Linked DNA regions of Mus musculus: regions 1 and 3 are each linked to region 2. Evidence: chromatin contacts called from public ChIA-PET and HiChIP or PLAC-seq data. All regions are on one chromosome and are shown on one strand. Each heading gives the region's core, a stretch centred on a gene start, on an enhancer-like site or on the middle of the called end of the contact. The rest is flanking DNA. Distances are from core to core; before and after follow the strand shown. Region 1 has its middle 200 kb from the start of Rps6ka3. Region 2 has its middle 45 kb from the start of Rps6ka3. Region 3 has its middle 180 kb from the start of Rps6ka3.

Evidence for each region. ChIA-PET counts read pairs in DNA pulled down with a chosen protein or histone mark. HiChIP or PLAC-seq counts read pairs in DNA pulled down with a chosen protein or histone mark.
Region 1: a contact with region 2 is called in an H3K27ac HiChIP or PLAC-seq map of regulatory T cells, with 5 times the contacts expected there. The contact joins two enhancer-like sites. A contact is called at or near these places in 5 of 39 promoter capture datasets (3T3-L1-derived adipocytes, the C10 cell line, hippocampal neurons and 2 more), 7 of 484 Hi-C or Micro-C datasets (CD4 T cells, CD8 T cells, CD8 central memory T cells and 3 more), 3 of 115 datasets of contacts at active chromatin or transcription factors (embryonic stem cells, memory CD8 T cells and regulatory T cells) and 3 of 9 other capture datasets (adipose tissue, liver and pancreatic islet).
Region 3: an RNA polymerase II ChIA-PET map of memory CD8 T cells shows a contact between it and region 2, with 12 read pairs. The contact joins two enhancer-like sites. A contact is called at or near these places in 1 of 39 promoter capture datasets (pre-B cells), 3 of 484 Hi-C or Micro-C datasets (CD4 T cells and CD8 T cells), 1 of 115 datasets of contacts at active chromatin or transcription factors (memory CD8 T cells) and 1 of 9 other capture datasets (adipose tissue).

What each region holds. Positions count from the first base shown.
Region 1 is chrX:159,054,949-159,057,648 of GRCm38.p6, reverse strand. No RefSeq gene overlaps it. Among named protein-coding and RNA genes, the nearest start is that of Rps6ka3, 200 kb to the left of the region's middle. Within about 2 kb of position 1,433, at least 19 of the 459 cell types and tissues checked have an H3K27ac peak or open chromatin away from gene starts, as enhancers often do. A contact at or near this core is called in CD8 T cells, CD8 central memory T cells, group 2 innate lymphoid cells and 2 more, where this site is marked.
Region 2 is chrX:159,209,839-159,212,538 of GRCm38.p6, reverse strand. No RefSeq gene overlaps it. Among named protein-coding and RNA genes, the nearest start is that of Rps6ka3, 45 kb to the left of the region's middle. Within about 2 kb of position 1,443, at least 46 of the 459 cell types and tissues checked have an H3K27ac peak or open chromatin away from gene starts, as enhancers often do. A contact at or near this core is called in CD8 T cells, CD8 central memory T cells, group 2 innate lymphoid cells and 2 more, where this site is marked.
Region 3 is chrX:159,079,314-159,082,013 of GRCm38.p6, reverse strand. No RefSeq gene overlaps it. Among named protein-coding and RNA genes, the nearest start is that of Rps6ka3, 180 kb to the left of the region's middle. Within about 2 kb of position 1,268, at least 39 of the 459 cell types and tissues checked have an H3K27ac peak or open chromatin away from gene starts, as enhancers often do. A contact at or near this core is called in CD8 T cells and memory CD8 T cells, where this site is marked.

The sequences.
Region 1 (2,700 bases), core at 184-2,683, 150 kb after region 2:
GTTTGGGTTCGTGTACATAAGGCAAGTGCCTATGGAGGTTAAGAAGACAGTATTAGAAACTTTGTAGCTGAGACATATGTGGTTGTAAGCTATGTGATGTGCATGCTGGAGATCAGACCCAGGCCATCTACAAAAGTAGTAGTTAGTGTTCACCACTCACCAGGCCACCTCTCCAGTCCCAACACACTGTTTTTTTAAAAAAAAAATGGATTCAAGTTGTTCCATAATACTGACATGACATAATATAGACTTTCCTGGTAATAGTTGTAGACCTTCTGTTTGTAATTTTTAAAAACAATAAATGGCAATTGTAACCAGTATTCTTATATCTACTTCTGGAGATTTTGTACATGTGCATTTCTATATGATAGATGCCTGAAGATCTAATAGCTGTGTTATAGAGTATGGACATTTATAACTTCAATACATTCAGGCAAGTAACCTCAAAACAAGGGTACCTATTACATACTCTCAATCCCTGACAATGATAGGTATTTAACTGAAGTTTTTAATTCTGCCAGATTAATTAATGGGAGGAAATATCATCTTACCATTCTATTTCTTTCCTGTTATTATTACTTTTTGTTATTTTTCTTTGAACTATCCTCTAATATCACTTGTCAAGTAAAACATGTGTTCTTTATATTTTTACTAAATATTTGTGAGTTCATACATAGTCATCCTTTGTTATTTCTAAGGTGAAATTTCCAGATGTGCAATTGTTGGGTTCAAAGGGTTAAAACATGGAGGAAAGCTTTTGACATTTATTAGATGACTTTCAGGGGGATCTTTTCTAATCCTTCTTGAGATTTTTATAGTTGGTTGAGTGTCATCCTACCTCACTGATGATCTGAGCCTCATTCCTCTGCAGTTAAAAATCCTCTATGTAAAAAAGACCAAACTTTGAATTAGATACTAATATATTAGAAAACACTTGAGGCCCAGTGATGCTTAGTTACTATGCACAAATAATAACTTTTTCTTGAATGGAGAACAGCTAGTAGATGGTCCAGTAACCATAAGAGATAAGGGTATCTTTCATTCAATGACTATGCACTTTCCTTGTTGTCCTGCAGAAGGAGAATTCAGAGTCTGGTTAGTTACTATTTGTTGAGTACCTGTTAGGGTCCAGACATTGTTTTATGCTTTAGACTCTCTAAAGATGAGTCAGTTTCTGAATCTGGTAGGAAAGTTGAGGGCATCTGCCATTCCAGATTCTTGTTTTGGCAGTTTGAATTCTACTTTCTGAGGCTGTGGTATAGCAATTGTATCATTTAATCACTAAGTTTAGCTGGCCGCCTAGCCTGTCAACCCTGGTGCGGTTTTTATGTTCTCCACTTACATCGGGTGCAAAGCAGTTAAAAGATGTTTCTTTGTTAGACGTGGCTGTAAGTGAAAGAGAAAACATTGGTAAAAGTTGAAAAGCAGATAAGTTGTGGTGTGTGGACCTGAACAGGAAATAAGTTGCTCTTAAAAGGAACTATGATTTAGGAGATAGCCAGGAGCTTGCACAAACATTTTTGTCGTTTCAGAGTGTAGAAATCTGCAGAAGTCTCAGATCATACTTCAACAGTCTGCAGCACACAACCGGCATACGCTAGAAACATTTCATGAAACATTGATGAGACAGAGAAACCTGTGGGCAAATGATTTGTGATTAAAAATATAGGGAAAAAAGTATTCTTACCCTAAGTAACTAAAAGGTATACTTGGAGGTGGTTTTTTTCTTGGGCAGACTGGTGGTTTGTTCAGTTGAACTCTTTGAAGTAAATATGGGTACTCTGTACATGCAGAGCACAGAAATACTTCCTATCTACACTGTTAATAATTGGACGGACATACTTAATTTCAGTGTGATGCAACAACATGAGGCTTGAAGTCTGAGGGTTTTTTGTTGTTGTTGTTTTATTTTTGTTATTGTTCATTTTTCTGTGGCCATAGCTCTCTTTCTAATAATCCTTGGAAATGCACTTAACATCGGTGGATTTTCTTCTTTTTTTTTGAATATGTGCACATGTGTATGTTTGTGTTTGCAGATGCTTGTGTATATATGTGAACATATATGTGAAAGTCAAAAGGAAACCTAAAGTGGCATCCCTCAAGTGCTGTCTACCTTATTTTTGAGATACTGTCCCTTACTGGCCTGCAAATCAGCAAGTAAGCTGGACTTTCTGGCTAGAGGCTCTTAAGGATCCTCCTAGCTCTGCCTCCCAGTGCTGGGGTTGTAAGTATACATCACAATGCCTAGAGTTATCTATCTATCTATCTATCTATCTATCTATCTATCTATCTATCTATCTATCTATCTATCTATCTATTACTATTTAAAAAATATTCACTTTCCATCCTGCTCACTGCCCCTCCCAGTCTCCCCCTCACATAATCCTTCCCCCTATATCACTTCCCTTCTTCTCTGAGAGGGTGGGAGTCCCCTGGGTATCCTCTCACCCTGGCACTTCAATCTCTGCAAGGCTAGGCACTTCTCCCACTGAGGCCAGACAAAGCAGCCCAATTAGGGTAATAGGATCCACAGACAGGCAACAGTGCTTGAGATAGCCCCTACTTCAGTTGTTTGGGACCCACATGAAGGTCAAGCTGCACATCTGCTACATTTGTGCAGGGAGGCCTAGGTCCAGCCCGTGTGTGTTATTTGGTTGGTGGCTCAGGTTCTGAGAGACCCAAGAGTCAAGATTAGTTGAC
Region 2 (2,700 bases), core at 194-2,693:
TATACTTTAAAATTAGAAAGAAAGGCTAGTGTTTCCCATGCTAGCAGTTTTCTGTGTTTGTGTCAGATCTTAAGTAAAATAATACATATACACTTCACATCCACTTGGAAATCTGCTCTCCTATCTCCTTCCTTTTCCTCCTCCCTGGAAGTCAACATCACCCTGAAATTGGTCTGTATCCTTCCCACATCTGTCTATTTTTAAATCTACAGCATAGCATATAAATTGTCTTCAATATTTTGCTCAGTCTAACAAAGATGACATGTTTTCTTTCCTGTGATAAGTCTCAGTGCATTTTGGTAAGTAAATCAACTTTATCTTTCACACATTTTTCATTTCCTATTTAATACTATTCTTGATTATTTCTTCTGTATGTTAATTAGATTGTTTATATGAGCAATTAATAGAAGATGGGGGATGTTAATGTTTCATTTTAAAATGCAGTTTATGTAGCAAATGAATACCCTCCTGACAGGCTTGGCAGAATGGTTCAGTGGGTAATGGTGCTTGCCACCAAGCTTGGCAACCTAATTTCATTGATTTCACATGGAGAGAGGACCCATTCTACAAAAGTGTCCTTTTACCTTTTCAAGTGTGGTGTGATGTGGAATGTACACACACACTCACACACACACACACACACACACACACACACACACATACACACACACGGAGGGTAATGAAAGAAAAGATCCTTTCTTCTGAGATTGGAATCTTTAAGGGGAAGTTACAAGAAAGTTCTTGGAATCGTGTTGGTGGGAGCTACAGTATTAACAGCCCCCCCCCCCGCCATAGTATAGGGAAGGAAACTTACGCTTTAGACAGTTGTGATGTTGCTAGGTTTTAACAGCTGAAGAATTTCAGGCCAGCACCAAAGTCAGATTGTCTACAGTTCTCTTGATCACACCCTGCAGCTTCCAAGCTACTGGTGGTGATCAAAGATGGAGAAGAAAGAAAAGGAGAGAGGAAAACGTAATGGGGGCAGGGGAGGAATAACTTCATCAAAACAAGGCAGAAATGCAGCATTTTAAGGAAGAGGCTTGCCCTTCATATGAATGATTCTTGGATTTTGGTGTATATTTTTGGTAGCAGTATGCAGTGAGTCACTAACAAAGAGCTTAAGACAGATGAGTTAACATAAATGGACCAAAATAAGCTGTGGTCTCTAGGCTGAGCAGCTGTTGGACAAACCTGCCAATATTTTATTTCCCAGAGACATTTGCAGTGGATTAAAGTGAGCAGGAGGCAAAAGCTTCATTAGAAAAGTCCATACCTTTTAGTTCCCTGTGCCTGAGACATGTCTCTCTAGAGGAAGGGGAAGAAGTTCCTAGCTATTTCCTGGAGTTCTGCTCTGTGGAAGAGGGTAGGCAGCAGGGTATGCTGGTAGAGGAACAACGCAAATAAGCACAGGAAACAGTCTTAGGTTTACCGGCCTGAGTGCGCTACTAGCTGCAGTAACCACAGGACTCCAGTCTTCTTGTGGCTCTGTGTTACATCTTCTCAAGTGGGGGTGGTGAAGCACTGGCTTGAATGACTTCCAAGAACACTTCCGGTTTAAAAAAAAAAAAGGTCCCACTCTGCATTTAGTGACTGCTTCATTTCATCATGTAAAAAAATTTTTTCTTTTGGATTGTTTCTGCACTAGCTCTATTTTTTCAGATCAAGAAACTGAGGCCAATGGGTACTAAGAGATCTTCCTGAGTCATAGTCCCAAACTCAAGCCTGAGGCTGGCTGAGTTACCTGCTTCTTAGCTACCTTTTGCATTGCCCATCCTCCCTTAGCAAGTAATTACAAATGCAATTCCTTCCCGGCCTTTTGTAGTCCTTACAGCTTTCTACCTGTCTGAAACTGCTATGCTTCAATCGTACTGCAGAGGATTTTTCAGTTCCTAATTGAAGTCTCTTGCTTCAACCAAACACCATACTGTCAGTGAATGGTGTTAAAAACCAGTGAATCAAATTCAGGATACATACCTCACGCAAGACAGAAATAGTGTTGAGCAGAGCACAGCAGGGCCATTTGATTCATAGGATCTTCATCAGCTTGAATATTTTGTACCGTCTCTCCACTGGACACTCTGTACACGGCCTTCCTGCTGACGTCAGTGGCAGCAGTGTCTTACTGGGAGACACTGTGTTTGAAGGGCTGTTTCAGTAACCTCCCCTATCCCGATTTAAGATGATATGGCCATGGCGATGGTGGTAGCAGTGGTGGCTCCTTTGTTTCCTTTCATAAATGACGTACTTCCAGTGACGATATCAGATATAGGGAAAACACCCTTCACTTCAACATGAACTGAAGCAAACACATTCTAATGTGGTGGGTGATCTTCATCTAACTTGAGTTTGAGATGGCTTGTCAGATGGGCAACTGATAATCCTGTTTCTAAAGTCTGAAGGGGATATTTATGAGGGAAATTATACTTTGCATAATCCTTTTCATCTCTCCCCCCTCCCTTTCTCTTTTTACAGTACTGGGAACTGAACTCAGGGTACTGTGCATGTTACATACTCTCCACCTTCCCATTGTGTCTACATTGAAATGAGAAACACAAAAAAACCCCCATAAAACAAAAATAAAAACAAAAAACAAAAATACCAAAAAACCCCCAAACCAAACCAAAAAACCTCAAAACATTGCTTTCTGAATAGACACAAGAACCCAAAAATTCTTTGCTGTCTGCATAAGCATGAGAGCCA
Region 3 (2,700 bases), core at 19-2,518, 130 kb after region 2:
TTAAGTAGTACTTATTAAAATCACATGAAGCTAGTTTTCCAAAGGAATCTCTCCAGGCAATACTCAAGTGTTCCAGTCTCACAGACTTTTTGCTTATTATATCAGTTACTTATTTTCATAATAATGATGCCTGAAACAGTCACAAAACCTCCATGGCATACAATAATAAACACGTCATGCTTGAAACAGGTGACTAGGTGTCTCTGTTGCCCTTGACTGAGCTCACTCATATATTAGTCTGACAAGCTCTTCACTAGGATAACTGGACTGAATTGGCTATGGCCTGCTTGTCTTGGCCTCTGGTAGAGTAGCCTTAGCCTATTTCCTTAGTGATGACTGAAATATAAAAATTCAAGTTGATCTATTAGGTAATATTTTAGACCTCTCCTTTGTCTATTCTAACATCTGGATGGCCAAAGCAAGCCATGGGGCTGGATGCCCCAGAACAGGGGATGGGTATGAAGTTACAGGCTAAAGGCTGGCGATACAGGGACAGAGTAAGAATCAAGGACATTCTAGTGTTCAGTCACACCTGCTTAGGACCTCTTAACTCAGATGGCAACTTTTCCATGGAACCTCTTCTGATTTCCTTAGGCTCATTCCTGTTTTCCCTTGTGAGCTCCTCTACTAACATCTATTTCTTCCTGCTTGCTTCGGGAACTCTGAATACTCAGATTGTTCCACGAAATCAACAATTAATTACATGTGGATACTGACCACGCTGTTTTACTTTCATTATGTATCCCACAGCACCTGACACATTGGACTGTGGATTTTACTAAAGACCTACTAAGTAAAGGAAGATGGCTCTAGACCAGTGGTTCTCAGTCTGTGGGTCACAACCCCTTTGGGAACCCTCTATCTCCAAAAATATTTACATTACAATTCATAACAGTAGCAAAATTACAGTTATGAAGTAGCAATGAAAATAACTTGATAGTTTGGAGTCATAACAACATGAGGAACTGTATTCAAGGGTCTCAGCATTAGGAAGGTTGAGAACCACTGCTCTAGACATTTAGAAACCAGGGCTCCAGGGTGAGGTTGGCTCCCAGCTTCGACCTTGAAGGTTTGGTCTTTCTAGTCTTTCTGTTACCTGGGTTTGTACCTTTATAGAGCTCAGGTCTGCTCCAGGGTAGGCGGGATTTCTTGTCACAGATATAGCAGCAAACCCCTTCTTCATAGCCTGAAATCTAGGCTGTCTGTAGTATTCCTTTGTTCTCAAGTTGTCAGCTCTCACAAGGACTCTAACCACTTCCTCTGCACCTCAGGGCATGTGGGAACCTCACCCCTTCCTTTTTGTGGTATCAATCCTCCTAAATTCAGGCCACTCTGCATATTCCTTCCTGTCTCACTTTTGCTTCCTGTCTGTTCAGGCTATAGGGGGTGTGTTGCTGACCCCAAGGCATCACGAAAGAGGCATTTTGGGTGTTCCTCTGAGTCCAGCTCTTGGCTGGAAGCAGTAGGAGAGAGCTGGTCAGAAATAGAGTTATCTCATACATCAACAACCAGCCTCTGACTTTGAATAGGACAGCCACAGGCATAATAGGTCTAAGCAGCATCCGCCTGTGTCAGTGGCACCTATGTTCCCTAGCCCTGTAACCTTGGCAAGTCACTTCTTGGCTGTGCTTCCTCACTGGTGTAAAATAAGGGTCTTGGACATGTGGGTCTTTTGTCTTTAATGATGCTTGTGGTCACTCACATTACTTAGTTGCTTTGAAAAGGAGCTCTGAAGGCATGGGGGGGGGGGAATCACATTCTGAACCACACTAGGAGCTTTAAAAGCCCTAAGAGAACTTTATTGAATATTTCTAGTTCTTTCTTCTTTTATATATACTACAGTTCGAGCCTTGCAAAGGATAATGTCCATCTCTTGCTGTCTGCACCCTCCATATGCCCCTGTGTGGGCAGCATCCTGGTCACCAGGGTGCCCGGGAGACGTGCAGAATCTTGGGCCTAGGCCCACATGTGTTGATCTAAAACCCAAATTTATCAAGACCTCTGGATGAAGCATACAGATAAGTTTAGGGAACACTGGCTATGTGAGATAACCCTGAGAATGCTTGAAGATAAATGAAGCCTAAAATAGAAGTCCCAGTCTACAAGTATTAAGAATCCAGGCCCCAAAGGCCAAGAAACATGGGTCGGAATCTCAACTTGTCGCTTCTAGACTCGTGGTTTTTCAGAAAGGTACCTAACTCTTTCCAAGCTTTAGTTCTCTCATGTGTAAGACACTTAGCATGATGTCTGGCACTCAGGAAGTGCTTGGTAAATGTTAGCACAACAGGACTTAGGGTTAAAAGCACAGAATCTATGACTGGGGTGGCCTGAGTTTATAATCTTGGCTCTTCTACTTAATAGTTGTCTGACCTTCAAGAACTTTTCTGTGTCCCAGCTTCCTTAATTACAATGGGAAAACAAAACAAAACAAAACAAACCAGTAATGCTATGATGTGAATTTCATGGGTTAAGATTTGCAAAGTGTTACTTTGCAGTATGAACACTGGAACATAGTAAGAACTAAGTGTCTGTTAAAAATTATACCATTGTTGTTTTATAGACTTGATGAAAGGAGGAGAGTCAGGCATCCATAAACTCGTTAAGGCTTCATAAGGGAAGGGGTTATTTCTCCCCTACATAAGGAAGTCAGGAAACATGAAGCCCGTGTTGCTTTCTAGTACTGCTGGAACCCAGATGCCT